Regions from separate parts of the Sus scrofa genome. Here region 1 is linked to region 2. Evidence: chromatin contacts called from public promoter capture Hi-C data. All regions are on one chromosome and are shown on one strand. The core of a region is the stretch at or near the end of the contact, and the rest is flanking DNA. Distances in the headings are between cores, read along the strand shown.

Region 1 (5,358 bases), core at 1,018-3,517, 810 kb before region 2:
TGGTGAGTGATGCGGCCTGGCAGCCAGTGCACCCCCTCACCACACCCACCACACACACACACCCACCACACACACACACACACACCCCACCACCGGGTGTGGAGACTAAGGCTCGCCCCAGGCCCCAGGCAGCAGCTCATGCCAGTCAAAATGACAAGTGCACTGGCGTGTTCATCCGAGAGCCCCGCCTCCTCACATCCACTTCAGAATCCGGAAGGCACTGCTGGCTACCTCCTCACTCCAGACCATCTGGGCAGGTGGCACCAAGCCCACTTCCAAGGTCAGGTTCTTACTGCCCTGAACATTCCAGATTATGCTGCAGAGTAAACTTCCTCTCTGAACTGTCACAGCAAGTCTTCAGAATCATGCTTGGTGCCTTCATCACCCACGTCTCATCTCAGTTCTCAGCTACATGGCGGGGATGTTTCCCCAGAGCATCCTGTGATCTTCTAACCGTCCCTGAGCACAAGGGATGGTCTGGGAGGACAAGGATGGCAGCACCCACTTATGCTCCTTTTCTGTGGGAAGCAGAGCCGCAGCAAGTGGCCAGCGTTCTAGGATCCTAGGGACGTGCCCAGTTCGCTCTGTGGACACTTGGATCCTAAATCAAACTTTTGCTTCATGAGCTAAACCATGAACTCAGTTCATCATGAACAAAGCCGCACATCTAAACGATGAGTCCCTCTGCATTCCAAAGAAATCTGGGAGTTCCTGTCGTGGCTCAGTGGAAACGGATCTGACTAGCATCCATGAGGACGCAGGTTTCATCCCTGGCCTCGTTCAGTGGGTTAAGGATCCGGTGTTGCGGTGAGCTGTGGTATAGGTTGCAGATGTGGCTCGGATCTGGCATCGCTGTGGCTGTGGTATAGGCAGGCAGCTACAGCTCTGATTCGATGCCTAGCCTGGGAACCTCTCCATATGCCATGGGTGCAACCCTAAAAAGACCAAAAAAATTAAAAATTAAAAAATAAAGGAAAAAAAAGAAATCTGTACCGACAGCAGAAAAGGAGAGATGCCACAATATGTTTCCTGTTGGCATGATTTTGGGCTGGAGTTTGAAGATTCCTGTAAATACCTGGGGACTGATGCTGTGGTGATGAAAGGCCATAACCAACATATGGATCACTGACGATGGGCAGCCACGAGCAGCTCTGTACAAATGATATCCGTCCTGGGCCAAAATAAAAAGGACAGCCATGTGCACACAGAGCTCCTAGGGACCAAGATGGAGAAGGAAGCTGGCTTCACAGGAAACTGGCACAAACGCTCTTATACACACTCAGTGCTGCTGTCAGATACTTAATTTTCCTATATGTAATTCTATGCAGACCACTGAAGGCAAATTTACTAAAACCAAAAACAACCACACATAAAACACATTCCCAAGCAATTCTATTAGAAGGTTGTCTGGACATACATCTCTACCTCTGCTGTCTTTTCCGGGGTGTTTGGGGAGAAGGGGAGAGGAGATGGAAGGGAATAGAAACATTCCTTCTTGAAGACACAGCAGAAAGACCTTCTCTATGAGGTCCCCCTTAACTGCCTCAACCCTCAGTGACCCTTCCTTCCCCTGATATGTATAATAATCTGCATTGTACCATATCCCATACTGACTTGCATTATTAAATACTCACTCATGATCCAAGAACTCATCTCCCCAATTACTGGCAAGGTCCTTGACGACAAGGACCACTTCTATTCCTCCAGATTACCTACCCCAGTGATTGAATACACCAGATATTCAAAAGATTTGATTGCCCCCGGAATGCCACGAGCAAATAACCCCAAATCACAAATATGACTTTGTTATACAGTATTATGAAATTTCAGGAATAAATCTATCTCTGTATTAATGTTTCCCGCCTTGTATTTCGCAATTCCTGAGTACCTGGGGATGGGAGAGGGGAGGGAGTTGGGGGTGGGGGATGAACGTTAAAATGTATTAGGCCCGTGAAAAAAAATGCCTACATGAAATTAAAATAAACTGGACTGCTGAGTTTGCCTAAATGGTAGAAGGTGTTTACAGATGTCGTTTAATCACTGGAGCTGGAAGTCCGAGTTTCAGAGGGTCGTTACCTGCAAGCCCGCTCTCAGGTCTGCTCCGCGCTGGGAACTGGGGCGCACGCGCGATGGGCTCGCGCTCTGAGAGCTCTCAGGGGCAGAGACCCGTCTGTGCTCTGCAGTCACGGCGGCTCCTCGCCGCCAGAGGGCGCCGGGCCGCGGGGCGCGCAGCGCTCTCCCAACAGGCCTCGCTCCTGCCGGCATCGACCCGGAAGTGGTCGCCGGCGCCCGGCCGGCCGGCAGCCCAGAAAGGAGCTGGGCTGCGGACTGCAGGCAACCAGGCAGCTGGATCCCACCGAGGAGACGGCTCTGCGTTCACGGCGGCCGGGGCTCAGCCGGACGGTGCGCGAGCCATCCCCTGGCGCACCGTTCCTCGGCGTTGGTAAGTGCTCAGTGGGCCGACGACCCTGCCCCCCTCTGTGGCCGCGCGCCGCACACCGATCGGGCACCATGAAGTCCACAGGCTTTTTCTCCTGTGCAGCGCCCCGGTCGGAGGGGGCTGCAGCTGGGCCGAGCTGTCGAGCCGCCGCAATCACCGGGCGCTGCCTGTAGAACGTCTGGGCCGGCAGCCCGGCTGGAGCCTGGCCAGTGCCTGAATCTCGTGCCCGCGCCGCAGACGGCGCCGGGCCCCCGACTCCGAAGAGGAGAAGGAGGGTGGTCGCCCGGGGAGCCCCCTCCGGTGCGCCATGGAGGCAGAGGCCGCAGCTCTCTCTCAGGAGCCCGCTGCCGAACCCAGCTGCAGCCTCGGTCACCTGTTTAGTAGCCGTAAGCTGTTGGCCGTGGGGGCCGTGCTAGGCTGGCTCCTGGTCATCCACCTCCTGGTCAACGTGTGGCTTTTGTGCCTTCTGTCTGCGTTGCTTTTGGTGCTGGGAGGATGGCTGGGCTCCGACGCCATCGTGGGGGCTTCAGGTCGGCTGCACCTGGAACGCTTTATCCCGTTGGCCATCTGCCCCCCAAACCCCGAGGCCGAGAGGCAGCTGGAGCAGGAGATCGACCGCACCATCCGCCTGATCATGCGGGATTTTGTGTCGTCCTGGTACCGCACAGTGAGCCAGGAGCCGGCCTTTGAGGAGGAGATGGAGGCAGCCATGAGGGGTTTGGTGCAGGAGCTGCGGAGGCGGATGGCCATGGTGGACCGCCATGCTCTCGCCCAGAGGGTTCTGACGCTTTGCGGTTGCCACCTGCAGAGCTATATTCAGGCAAAGGAGGCCACTGCAGGGAAGCAGAGTGGCACAGTTGAGCCCTCCCAGCTTTGGGAGGCCTATTGCCGGACCACTGCCCCACATCCTGCAGTCCAGAGCCCCAGTACTGAAGTCACCTATACACGTGAAATTGTGGACCTGTTGCTTAAAGGGCTAGTGCCAAAGCCCCACTTGGAGACCCGGACTGGCCGCCATGTAGTGGTGGAACTCATCACTTGCAATGTGATCTTACCGTTGATCAGCAAGCTCTCAGATCCTGACTGGATTCACCTTGTACTCGTGGGCATCTTTTCCAAGGCCAGAAATAATCCAGCTGGAACAATGAAACCCCTCTGCCAAGCCAGTACCCTGGAACAGCCCTCAGTGCCCACATCTCTGCCCCTGATTGTTGAGGTGCAAAGTCTACCAAAAGTGAGAGCCCCCTCTCCAGCAGCAGTCCCAGTGCTCCTGGACTGCAGTGAGCCAGATGGACCATCACACCTGTCCCCAGAAGTTGAAGAAGGCCGTGAAGCACTAGAGGGAGACCTGGGGGTAGTGCTAGAAGAAAGAAGAGTAGGAAACAACCCTTCTCATTTCCTACAACCAGGTATTACAGGCCCTCTGTTCCTGTCTGAAGACGCAGAGCTGGAGTCTCCGCTGTCTGAACTGGGCAAAGAAACCATCATGCTCATGACCCCAGGCAACTTCCTCTCTGACAAGATCCCGAATGTCTTGTGTGTCCTAGGAGGTTCCCACTCCCTAGAGGCTAAGGATGCTGAGGGATCCGAAGGAGTCGAAGAAGCAGAAGCTGAGGAGGGCCCAGGAACAGAAACAGATTCGGGCCTGCTTGTCTCCATGCTCAATACCTGCCCAGAGATCCACATTGACACAGCAGACAAAGAGGTAGAACAAGGAGATGTCACCTCTCTTGCAACTTTGCTGGCCAGTCCAGAAAGGACATGCCCGCCACGACCTCCGTGCTTAGAGAAAGAACTCACCAATGGCGTGAGCGCCCTCGATCCTAGTCTGCCTCAGGTTCTGCTTTCCTCCTCTCCACCTGGTCCCCTCAGCGCGGCCACCTTCAGCTTTGAGCCCCTGAGCAGTCCAGATGGCCCTGTTGTCATCCAGAACCTTCGTATCACCGGCACCATTACTGCTCGAGAGCACAGTGGCACCGGATTCCACCCATACACGCTCTACACGGTGAAGGTAACAGGGTTCGAACTGTCATCACCCACTCTGGTCTGGGCATGGGTTTGGAGGGCTGTCAGTGAAGCTCGTGTGTTAAGGGAGAGAGGCTGCTTTTACTCAGTTTGCCGTGGTTAATTGAACAAGTGGCTGTGTGTGAACGGTCAGCTCCCTTGTAAGAGAGTAGGTGTCTATCTGATATCCTCCCAAGCAGTCCTAGAATCCCAGGGCCATCAGGATACTGAGGGCCATGTTTCTCACTGGTTCCCAATGGATTCAGTCTTCCTGTCCAGAGATTCTTCCCAGATTTCTTCCCTGCTAATTTCTTTCTGTTTTTCAGTACTGGTATCTTTCATACTTTGTTTTAGGAAGGAAGGTCATTTATCTCCATATACTTCAAAAGGTAGCAAGTGCCTCATTTCTGGAGGTGTTTAAGCCCAGTGGTAGGGGCTACTTGGCAGAGATGATATGAAGGGGGTCCATGTATCAGGTGGCTGGTTTGGTAGGACAGCAGCTCCTTAAAACTGGTTTTAGGATAGGCTGGCTGCAAGTCTCCTGGACAGTTGTCTTTTTTAAAAATATAGAACCCTGGGACCCATTCTTGGAAATTCTCATTCCCAGTCCATCAGAGCCTATCAGAGTCCGTATTCTGATAGCAAATTCTGCAGCCCAAGTGATTTTGAGGCGCAGCCAAATTTGGGAGTGTATAGTATCAAATCGTGTCCCTCCAGGAGCTAAATATTCCATAGATGGTACCCTAGCTCCTAGGGGCTCCACGTTTGAGAGTCCTAACCTGAATTCCACCTGCACCTCTTATCTGGGCCGTTCCTTCTCAGTCTTGGGCTGAGGGACTACTTTGCTCATTTCAGCTCATAATGAACACCTTCCTCTCTGCCTCTAGAACAAATTAAACAGCAGCTCAAGTCCC
Region 2 (5,576 bases), core at 286-2,785:
GACAAGAGAGGGATTGAACAAGTGCCATAGCAGTGACTCGCTGCAGCCGGATTCTTAACCCACTGTGCCAGGGCAGGAACTCCTCCAGTTTTATAAATAAATAAAACAGCAAAAGGAATATTATTGAATAAATTTTACATCCTCCTCTCCTTCACCCACGTTGTTTTCTATTGTTTTGCTTAATTGTACTTTTTTTTTTTTGTTGGTTAGCCAGTAGTTTAGCAATTTTGCATGTTTTATCGCCGTTAACACTTTTTTTTTGTCTTTTTTTTTTTGTCTTTCTAGGGCCTCACTGGCATATGGAGGTTCCCAAGCTAGGGCTCCAGTCGGAGCTGTAGCCACCAGCCTACACCAGAGCCACAGCAACGCTGGATCCGAGCCTTGTCTGCGACCTACACCACAGCTCACTGCAACGCCAGGTCCTTAACCCATTGAGCAAGGCCAGGGATTGAACCAGCATCCTCATGATGCTACTCGGGTTCGTTAACCTCTGAGCCACCAAGGAAACTCCTATCGCCGTTAACACTTTTATCCGTTTAGATTCTAGTGTGCTAAGTATTTTACATGTAAATCCCACTTAGTCTTCTAAACAACATAGCAAGGTAGATGTCATGGATGGGATAATTGTTCCCTGTACGTGGAAAGGCTCTAGGTCTCTTCAAGTTCTAGCTGCTATTCATATTAGGGGTGGGGAACTAGAGCTGGTGTTTTATTGTAGAGTCTGAGCTCATTTCTCTGCACTTGGCTCCTTTGCAGAGGCAGTTTTGAGGGACGGTACGATGTGGGAGCCTGAGGTTAAGAAAACAGAGCTAAGTCTTTGGTTAACCAGTGTTTCGTAACACTTCATGTTTGTGAAATTTTTCAGAATGGTAAAAGGAAAGGAGAGACTCAGACCGGCGCTCCCTGGGTCTGCAGGGTTGAGTTTAGACGCCGTGGGCCGGCTCCGCTCGGGTCCCGCTCGTGGCGTGGATTTGGCAGCAGAGGCCGGAGCAGGCGGGCGTGCGCTTGGCCCACCGTGTCCCGGGATGCAGCTCTCAGGGCTAGGGCTCTCGGGTGCGTGCGGGGAAGGCTTGACACCCGACAGACTTGCAGTCCCTCCTCCCACTTGGGGCACTGAGGCTGGCGAGCTGCCACCCGAAGAACAGAGGCTGGAACTCTCCCACCTGGGCCACGGCGGGTCCCGGTGAGCTGTCTTGACCCTGAATCCGAAGAGTCGGCTCTTCTGATTGGCTTAGAGCACAAACGCAGGCGAACGCTGCCCGAAACCCGCTCTTTGATTGGATTTTAAACGAACAGCAGAGCACGAAATAAAGAGGCCTTCAGCCATTGGGCCATTGTGTGAATCTCCTTTTGGCTTCTCCACCGACTGAATAAGCGTCTCAGGATCTTCGTCATGAGTCTTAAATCTGGGCCTGTCAGTTCGCCCCAGCGTTACTCGTCTTTCGGCAGGGCAAGGAGTTTACAGAGTTCAACCAATCATATAACGCCGAGATCAGGTTGCCAGGCAGATTATGCTAATGAAGCCCCGCCTTTTATGCTGCTCCCACTCTGCGGCGGGAAGAACCACCTGGAGGTGGCGGGGGGGTTTGATTTCCATCACCCCTAGGGAGAGAGGATCGGGGACCCGCTGATCTACCAGCTCCCCTCACCCAACGTCGTGTAAGTACCTAAAGGATTAAGGGAACCGGATAAGCCAGCGTCCAGAGTACCCCATCGACTGGGAGGGTGTTTCGTCTTTGCTTAGTCCCACCCAAAATGGCGCCAAGCTCTTTCCGCGTCTCAGAGCCCGGCCGGGGCCAACCGACCGCGGACCCGGGTGGGGGGGGAGCTTGGTGATGGTGGTGGGGGGGAGAAATCCCGGCGGCACCGCCCGATGGTACAGTCCAGCCGGGGCTGGGACAAGGCACCTCACTCGGGGTGGGGGGTCAAACCATCTGCACCTTCCAAGGGGAAAGGGGCAAAATCCCCTACCCGAGCCCCTCCTGGCGCTGTGTTCAGCCATGGCTCCGGCGCCTCTTCGCCCTGCCTTCCCCGCGCGCAGCCTCCCCCCTGCGACCCCCGAGCGGCTCGCACGCTCCGCCGGCCGCGCGCACCTCTCCTCCCCTGCCCGCGTTGGTTGGGCCGGGACGGCGGTTGGGCGCCCTGCACGCTTCTGCGGCGGCGGTTGGGCGGGCGCTTGGGGTGCGGCGGGCGCTCGGGGTGCAGCAGGCGGTCTCAGCTGGCGGGCGCGGGGGCGGCGGCGCGGCGTTGGACTAGGGGCCGGCGGGCTCAGTGGTCTGGGTTCCCTGCTTTGTCTCGGGAGGCCGCGCCACCGTCTTGCCATTGATTGTTGGCTCCTAGTTCCTTATGCACAAGTTGGCGTCCCGGGACCCGGCGAGGGATGGATGGCCCGTTTGGGGCATTCTTGGTGGACAGTGTTCGCGGTGGGCAGGGCGCAGGCCGAGGTCCACCTCTGCTCTGGGGCGGCGGGGACGGGTGCGGAGGCTTGAGCCACAGGCCTTTGGGAAGCGGGTTGGCGGTACTGAGTTGCCAGCCTATCGTCAGCTTTGCTTAAGCACTTTTTAGCCTGTGGCCACATCTCGGGTGCTCTGCTAAGTCAAGTGAACGCAGATTTGTCGAATTTTGTGTGCGTTCGTGCTTAGCCTTGTTTGGCGGGTTGGTTGGGTTCCGATCAATTTTCAGTCAATGTTTGTGTACGTTTAAGCACAAGGCTGGCTCCTTCTAGGTCTGAAGTCGAGGATCAAGCTTGAGAGGGTTCGCACCCAGCTGGGCCATGTGCCATTCGAAGCCTATTCAAATCTTGCCCGGCTGGTCGTCCCCCAAAGTTCTTTAAACTCAGAAGCACTTCATAAAAAACAAATCACTCGTGAGGGTTTGCGGCCTCTTTTTCTGACGCATTCCTTTGTTTCTCCACCTTTTGCTGTAAGCTCTTTGAAGGCAGGAAGGTGTACTGTGTGTGTTTTTGGTACACTGCCCACTCCACCCCCAGCACCGCAAGCGCTTCTGTGTTGAGGAACTGTACTTATATGATGTTCTAAATTGAAAAAAACTAAATTAAAAAAGATCGAGGCAAGCTCTGCTTAAAGCAATGTTGATTCAACCTGATACGTTTACAAAGTAACTTCTGGGCTTTTTTTTTTTTTTTCCTTCTTTCTTTATAGGGCCGCACCTGCTGCATATGGAAGTTCTCAGGCAGGGGTCTAATTGGAGCTGCAGCTGCCAGCCTATACGCCACAGCATTGCCAGATCCTAGTCGTGTCTGCGACCTTCGCCACAGCTCACAGCAACGCCGGATCCTTAACCCACTGAGCGAGATCAGGGATTGAACTCGCCTTCTCGTGGATCCTAGTGTGGTTCCTTACCGCTGAGCTACCGTGGAAACTGCCTGGGTTTACTTTCTAAAGTGAAGTGAAATTGACATAATATAAACCGTTTTAAAGTGATTGAATTAGTATTAAATATGCACATTTAAAAATTTTGAACCGAAACTTTTTTCCCACCCTGTATCTCTATTCGTTTATTCCTTGAGCCCTGGCTCTTGGCTCTCCTCTTATTTGTTTTGGGAGGATGTTAAAACTGCTGGCTGTTTTTCTAAATAAGCTATTTTTAATTTTCTGATGTTTTGCAATGTGCTCCACCAGGTGCCCCGTGTATTGTACATGTGAATGTAATCGAGTGTGTATCAGGTGAGGCAAAGTTCAAGTCTTCAAGGGCCCTCAGTGTTTTTTACCAAGAGATTATGGTGGCATAAGAGATGATATATCATTCCAGTGCAGTCCTGAATTGGTTGGCACTGCCTCAATTTCCACTTGTCTAAATTTTTTTTTTCCTTCTAATTTTAACAGTAATACATGATCATTGTAGAAAATATAGAAACAGTATAAAAAGTAAAAATTAGCTGAAGTACAATTATCAGAGATGGTCTTTACTGATATTTTGGTGTGCTTCAAATCTTTTTTTGTGTGTGTGTAGAAAACATTTTTAGAAACTTGGTATCTTGATATATGGTTTCCATATTTAGGATTGTTTCTGTTTTTGTTTTAATGTAAATATGTACCTAATGACACCACTGATGATTTGCCATTTTCACTTGTTTTCCCCATTACTTGAAGGGGCATCATGAAATCCTCTGAACTAGGAACTACAATATTTGATTCATTCTGTTTTTTACAAGCAGAATTTATTGATGACTGTTTAAGTTTATCATAGGTAACCTAGTGGGAGAGGTTTCCGAGTGACAAATAGAATTATTCCAAGAGTTGAGAAATACCGAGCAGTAATTTTGGCTTCCTTAATAATTCTGCATGTTAAGCACTCTGAACACATGGTAACTGCATAATTTCATTTGGTACAAATGATAAACTGGTAAACACCCTGTCGTTACAATGTTGGAACTGTTTCACCAGAGTTTGTTTTCAAGTAGAATGCTGATGTACTTTGACCTATTACCACTAAAATACACAGTCTTCCCCCACCTGCCTCAGTCCCAGAGAATATAGACACACCCTGTCCAACCATTCCTGTGGTTTTTCACAAGCAGAATTTATTGGTTACTGTTTAAATTTATCATAGTTGCTTTAATATATTAGCAAATGGGTAACTGAAATATTTTAAAGAATTGGGGTTGAGAAACAGGGAGGAGGGAGACTTAGATAATCCCTAGTCCCAATTCTAGCAAGACTAGCTAAAATGTGGTAAAAACACTCATAATAAAATTTAAAAATCTATACTCTGCAATGCTTTCAAGAACCTCAAACATATACATTGCTAAAAGGTTACTAGCTGCTAAAATAGTCTGTTACTGTTTGTTATATCCATTTTTTAGTTGAACTCATTTATTTCAGCTTCAGAACTTTGGAGCTAAAGGCTTGCCTTTTTTTTTATTTTAACCTATGTCCTTCACTCATGATTTTTCCTTCAATCTCATGGTTTGTGCTCTGGTTGCAACCAGAGCCTCTTTGCTGCTCTCCTTCAGATCTTTGCAGGCCAGTTATTGTTACAAGTAGCTACATGTGTTTGTGGAGCGCTTGAAATATGTCCAGTACTGTGAGTGTGAAATGCCTGCCAGATTTTTGAGATTTATTTTGAAAAAAACCTGAAATATTTCAGTTTATAAAATATTGATTACATGTTGACATGATAATATGTTGCATATACCAGTTTAAATAAAATACATTATTGCAATTAATTTTGTCTATTTCTACTTAGGAAAAAAATTGGCTGCTAGAAGATTTTAAATTATGTATATGGCTTGCATGGGTGGCTTGCTTGATAACATCCATTGAATAGTGCTGCCTTAGACAATCCCATGGGGTGGTGTGTTCCCAGGTGGCAGTGAGTCAATATAATACCATGTATTGTCTTTTTGTTCCTATAGTTTCAACCAATAGCTGCTGTTTATATGTAGATATGTCTGATTTTTTTTAGTACTTATAGCTCTCACAGAAGCATTATTATTCTTTTGAAGAATTCCTTAATTTTTATTATTTATTTATTCATTTATTTTGTCTTTTTAGGGCTATACCCGAGGCATGTGGAGGTTCCCAGGCTAGGGGTCTAATCGGAGCTGTAGCCGC

Evidence for each region. Promoter capture Hi-C pulls out the DNA fragments that hold promoters and counts their contacts.
Region 1: a promoter capture Hi-C map of fetal skeletal muscle shows a contact between it and region 2, with 3 times the contacts expected there. The contact joins the promoter of SNX19 here to the promoter of PRDM10 in region 2. A contact is called at or near these places in 1 of 5 promoter capture datasets (fetal skeletal muscle) and 1 of 47 Hi-C or Micro-C datasets (heart right ventricle).

Annotation. Positions count from the first base shown.
Region 1 is chr9:57,555,251-57,560,608 of Sscrofa11.1, reverse strand. SNX19 (sorting nexin-19) reads left to right here and starts at 2,267. Exons shown (of 12, transcript XR_305478.3): 1 at 2,267-4,451. It overlaps LOC110255462 (a long non-coding RNA gene), which reads right to left and starts at 2,155. Exons shown (of 3, transcript XR_002335758.1): 1 at 2,077-2,155.
Region 2 is chr9:56,745,446-56,751,021 of Sscrofa11.1, reverse strand. It overlaps PRDM10 (PR domain zinc finger protein 10), which reads left to right and starts at 1,535. Exons shown (of 22, transcript XM_013979568.2): 1 at 1,535-1,659.